Regions from separate parts of the Rattus norvegicus genome. Here region 2 is linked to region 1. The links are chromatin contacts, called in public Hi-C maps. All regions are on one chromosome and are shown on one strand. Each heading gives the region's core, a stretch centred on a gene start, on an enhancer-like site or on the middle of the called end of the contact. The rest is flanking DNA. Distances are from core to core; before and after follow the strand shown. Region 1 overlaps Cped1 (cadherin-like and PC-esterase domain containing 1). Region 2 overlaps Wnt16 (Wnt family member 16).

Region 1 (2,700 bases), core at 24-2,523:
CTGGACCAAGGATATCCCTTGACAGGGAAAACAAAAATAGATTTTATTGGTGGACGGGGGTGGGTGGGGTTGGGAACAGGAGGAGTCAATTGTGTGTGTGTGTGGGGGGGTCCTGGGAGAAACAACACAAATCAGGGGGCATTTCCGGGATGAGATAGGAAACCCAGAGCAATGGAATCTATAAAAGTAACCCTAGCAAAAACTCCTAGCAATGGGGGACACAGAGCCCCAGCCAGTCCTCTGTAACTAGGCTAGGTCTTAAGCGAGGGGATTGGAATATCAATCCAGTCCCAAAACGTTCCACCTACAGTTTGTCCTGCCTGCAGTGTTCTGGGGCCAGAGACTAGCAGAACTGTCATCAAAAGGGCCAGAGAAACTTCATCCAGGAACGCATGGGAGCAGAGTCCCACAGGCAAGCATTAGGAGGAGCTCAGGGCATCCCGCAGAGGAGGGAGAGGAAGGATGGAAGGGACCAGAGGGATCAGGGACACCATATGAACATGGCCTGCAGAACGAAGCAACAGAAACTCATGCGGGCTCCAGGAGATCATGGAGACTGTAGGGGTCTGACCCAGCTCCTCGGTGTACATGCTATGGCTGGGTAGCTTCGTGTCCCTGTGAGACTCCTAACAGTGGAAGCGGGGACTGTCTATGACTCTTTTGCCTGCATGTGGGACCCTTCTCTTGCTGGGTTTGCCTCATCCAGCCTTGATGTGATAGCATGTGCCTGGTCTTACCGTAGCTTTGTTATGCTGTGCTTGCTTAATGGCCTGGGAGGCCTGCTCTTTTCTCAGGGTGGAATGAGGGTGGGTCTGGGGGAGAGAGGGGTTTGAGAGGTAGGGGGACTGTGGAAGGGGAAGAAGGAGAAATTGAAATCAGGATGTAATGGATGAGAGAAGACTATAAACAACAACTAATTTTTGTCATACAAGAAGAAAATATTAAGGAAAGCGATCCATCAGTATATCTGCTTCTTTTAACTAAGGAATCCCGGTTATAACCAGGACTTTGTCTAGTACTGTGTGGTTCGCAGTACTGACTGAGGCTGCACTGGATCTTCTAAGCAGAATTTTGGTTTACAGTCCATCACTGAGTTTGAGAACGACACATATTCTTGATTACGTTCTTAAAACAAATATTTAGCAGTTGGATTTCTGGTCTGTAAGGAGACATTTTATTTAACTAAATAATCTCTCCCCGTGCACTAAGGGTTGAGCCTAGAGCCTCTGCATACCAAGTATGTGCTCTAGCACCGAGCGCTAAGGCTCCAAGAGTGACTTTTAAACCACACTTTCTAAGCTATCAAGTGCCCTAATGTAAACACTCACCATACTTACGAGACTACTCACTTCCCCTCACTCTTCTCCTTCTTTAAGAAAAAAAGCCCAATTTCGAGGAGAAAAATACCGTTCCCTTGTTTAATTTTTGTTTTTGTTGCTAACGAATTTAACCATTTTAAACATGCTTTTTTTGTTAGCCAGAAGCCACTTTTCTTTATGCTGTACTATGTAGAACGATATGCTTTTACCTTTTTTACTTTGGATGGCTTCCAATGACCTGTGTGGTTTCTCAACGGTCTGGTTCCTTGTTGAAGAATTCCTGCAAATACAGTACCAAGGGAGTCCAAGTCAACGAGGTGACACACTGTCGCTCATCCCAGGTGAGCACAGTTATTTTGGCAGAGACCAGAAATGGTAGATTTCATTCCGCAACAGCCTCTCCAGCCTCCAGTGAGCTGGTGGCAAGCTTATCACCTCTAATCAGTAAATGCACAGTTGAAGAAAACAAGTTTAAAAAAAAAAAAAGGGGGCTGGGGATTTGGCTCAGTGGTAGAGCGCTTACCTAGGAAGCGCAAGGCCCTGGGTTCGGTCCCCAGCTCCGAAAAAAAGAACCAAAAAAAAAAAAAAAAAAAAAAAAGTTCACACTCTAGCGGAAAGTTGAGCAACCTCAGAAAACCTGGATCCAACAGAGGTGATTCAAAAATGCACATTTTCACTGGGATCTCTGCCTAACATTCCGTAGCTTTGAAGCCAAGAGCCTTGGAAGTCCTGAGGCACAGCCCCGAGAATGTACACAAAATTAGAGAAACGGGCGTGGCTATAGGAAACAACTGGAGCTGCCAAAGTGTGTGCTCTTACCCTCCCTGGTAACCACAGAGATGGCAAGGGCTGTTTATATCTTGGCATGATCACTTCGCTTTCTGTGTTGTAGAAGTAACCAAAAGCTCGGCTGGATGAACCTTCGAGTCCTGAAAATTGGAACTAAAACAACCTAAAGTGCAATCAGAAACTTGTCCGGTCTGGATAATAGAGAACACGGGGCACTGTGGTCTCCAGCCCTGGACGTGTCTTTCCTGTGTTATGATGCTGTGTTGTCTGTCACCCCATTAAAGTGGAGCTAATAAGTAGTATTTGCTGTCCTCAGGAACACTGTGAGGACCCCATGAAATGCTAGCGCCAGAAACTGGGCTGAGCGGCACAGAGGTCAGCAAGGCATCCCAGAAGCAGCAGGAAGGAAGTCTTAAAACAAAACAACCAAAAACAAACAAACAAAAAAACAACAACAAAAAAACCTGATACATTAAAAAGATTTCTCTGACTGCTAACTAGTATTTCTCTCATTGTCTAAAGCCTGTTCTCCATTCGTGTACATATCAAAATGGAGGCAAAGCTGCAATGATTCCTTCCAAGGAATGGAGTA
Region 2 (2,700 bases), core at 75-2,574, 160 kb before region 1:
GGTTGCAGAGTCGGACCTTGTCTGAAGAAAGGAAAGGAAGTCCATGCTAATATCGTTTTAAATTTATTTCTAAGTGTGGAGTTCAGTTTATACAGCCTAGGGCACTAAATGAAGTCACAAACATTTGTAATAACCCATTGTTTGAGGCATGTTAAGGTCTAACTACTCCTCTCTGTGATGAAGTCAGCATAAGAGTTAAGACGAATTTTTCAATAAGCCTCAACTAACAATCAAAAGGGTTCTTAAGTTTTAGGGCTCTAACCTCTTCTGTATCAACATTGTTTCCTTCGGTCCCCAGACGATGGCAGAGCAGATTAATAAATCGTCAGGACTAGTTGTAGGGTTCACATTCTGTCAACATGCTGGGCAAAATGAAAAATGAATCCGCCCAATTCAATGACTTAAAAATTAAGCATATAACTTCACAAAAGCAGTTTAAATTCTACTTACAGCTCTTATCAAAACTACAAAATGACCAAGGCTCTATTACTATTGAGATGTCTGCAGAAGGGCATTTTTCTAACATTCTAACAGTCTAACCACGAAGAATATTTCAAACAAGTAACGTTGAACTGCAGACTTAAATGAGAACATATGATATTGATTTGTACAATGTTTAATACTTCTTGGTAGCACTTAAAACAATCAATAGAATAGAATTCAAACCCTGTCCTGTCTAGACCGTCTGGTATAATCATTTTTGTTACTAAAGCTTCAAAACTAATAACTGCATCTATTTCTTAATATGCAAAAGCAAAACCACCCTACGGTGATAAAAGAACAACTCACTTCATAAACTATGGCACTTGGATAATCTGATACACAGCATTTGATATGCACAAAATACTTGCTCCTTTAAGAGATCTGTATGCAGATAAAGGTTTAAAAATAATGCAATCAGCAACCTTTGTTCATATTTTAAGTGGTAATGTATATGGAAAAAAAGAGAGAGAGAGCTCAGTCAGTGTAGGTAATAAAATAAATTGTCCGAGAAGCCCAGACCTGAGAGTAAAGCGTATGTTTAAACCAGATCAGCGTTCCTGATAGTCATCACTTGGTGATTTAAAGCTACCTTCCCTTCAGCTCAGGACTGAGAGCCCAACTTCCTTTTTTTCACTGGTTTAGATGTGGGTGGTGTTGGTTTGCAAAGCACCAAAGACAGGGTGGATGGCACACCTAAGGACTTTTAAAGCCTTCACTCACACGGAGCAGTTTTAAAACTTCCTCAGTGGCTAACCTGACTGAGAAGAGGTGACACAAAGTATCTCCATGAAGCAAGGTAGCTGCTGGGGGGGAGGGGGTGTCAATGCCTCCCAAAGACCAGGAACTGAGGGCTTTCCTCCAGCTCAGTCATAACTCTGTCCCAGACAGTGTGAGTCAGCCGAACTGCTTCATAGTTTGGGAGAATAAAAAAAGAGACTTGCAAATTCGATTTTGTCACCTACTAAGCTTATATTAGGATTTTAAGGGATTTTCTACTCTAGAAAACAACTCTTTAAATAACAGGAGTTCCCAATTTCTACTATTATGTTTTTAAACTTCTAGTTCTATGACTTTTGATCGAACTTGGACCTAACATAAGTAGAAGAGATAGTATTCTTATCACAGATGGGACACATTTTTTTTTCCTCCTCTAGAATTTACATATTGAAATGAACTTTGAGGAGAAGAATTCCACGAATTTGAAACAAATTTGAACAACAATGTCCCCATGATACTCCAGAGATAGAATTCGGAATTGGAATAGAGCAATACAGTTCCTGCTTGGAGAATTTTATGAAACAAGGAGTTGTTTTAGGCTACACACGCACACACACACACACACACACACACACACACACACACACACTCACGCACGCGCGCGCATACACACAGTTTAACTTTGCCAACATTAGTGTTTCTTGGAACAGATTTTCATAAATCACAATCACATACTTGATCTGGTTTTATAGCAAGAAATTCTTTTCACTTAATATGTAGGTAATGAACAAGTACTTAGTTGTGATTCCAATTTTATAGAAAAATAAACAGTGTGGTTAAGACACTTGTCTTACAGAAATTGGTGATATATGATATGAAGTCTTTTTAACTCAACGAGCTAATCTTAGAAAAGCAGAGGAGTGAAAGTGGAAAATATAAGTATATTTAAAGATATTGCCAAGACCCTCCAAAACGCACGCCCTGTTGTATTTTCTGCTGTGGTTCTTAATTAATGTTAAATAGCTAGTGGAACTGCAGGGGTTGCCTGATGTTTTCTGGTAACTGGAAAAGAGAATAGCAACCGAATGAATTGTGTGTGGTTATAGGAAAATTCCTTTCTCCCCTCTAGTTGAGTTGTTAAGGTTTATAACAATGTTAACGAAGGAAGGTTGTGTTAACTATTGCAAACAGATGTGCCCCGTTTGGGTGGCTATAGTGTAAACAATGGAAGAGCAATTAGGAAGGTGGCATTTAATCTGTGGGGTTCCTCACAGAAAGCTTTGGGTCGGTAAGTTTCTAATAGCGGTGAAATAGGAAAGATGTGTCGCTGGAACTCAGTGCGGAAAAACAGACAGCACCCAAGAGATGGTTTTAGGACTCACTGCTTTCCAGTGTTAGATCAAAGGCAATGCTGTGGATGAAGCTTGTTCTCCACACACTACTTTATCCTGACTTTACTAGGAATAGCCAGAAACTGGTGTGGAACATTCTAAAACCAAC

The links. Hi-C and Micro-C count contacts between places; a contact is called where the count stands out from the background.
Region 2: a Hi-C map of the A7r5 cell line shows a contact between it and region 1, with 3 times the contacts expected there. The contact joins two enhancer-like sites. A contact is called at or near these places in 6 of 12 Hi-C or Micro-C datasets (the A7r5 cell line, the Rat2 cell line, Schwann cells and 3 more).

Annotation. Positions count from the first base shown.
Region 1 is chr4:51,631,709-51,634,408 of GRCr8, reverse strand. Cped1 (cadherin-like and PC-esterase domain containing 1) reads right to left here. Exons shown (of 22, transcript XM_039108607.2): 12 at 1,529-1,599. Among named protein-coding and RNA genes, the nearest start is that of Cped1, 150 kb to the right of the region's middle. Within about 2 kb of position 1,273, at least 2 of the 93 cell types and tissues checked have an H3K27ac peak or open chromatin away from gene starts, as enhancers often do. A contact at or near this core is called in the A7r5 cell line, where this site is marked.
Region 2 is chr4:51,792,560-51,795,259 of GRCr8, reverse strand. All of the region lies in intron 3 of Wnt16 (Wnt family member 16), which reads right to left. Among named protein-coding and RNA genes, the nearest start is that of Wnt16, 7.2 kb to the right of the region's middle. Within about 2 kb of position 1,324, at least 1 of the 93 cell types and tissues checked has an H3K27ac peak or open chromatin away from gene starts, as enhancers often do. A contact at or near this core is called in the A7r5 cell line, where this site is marked.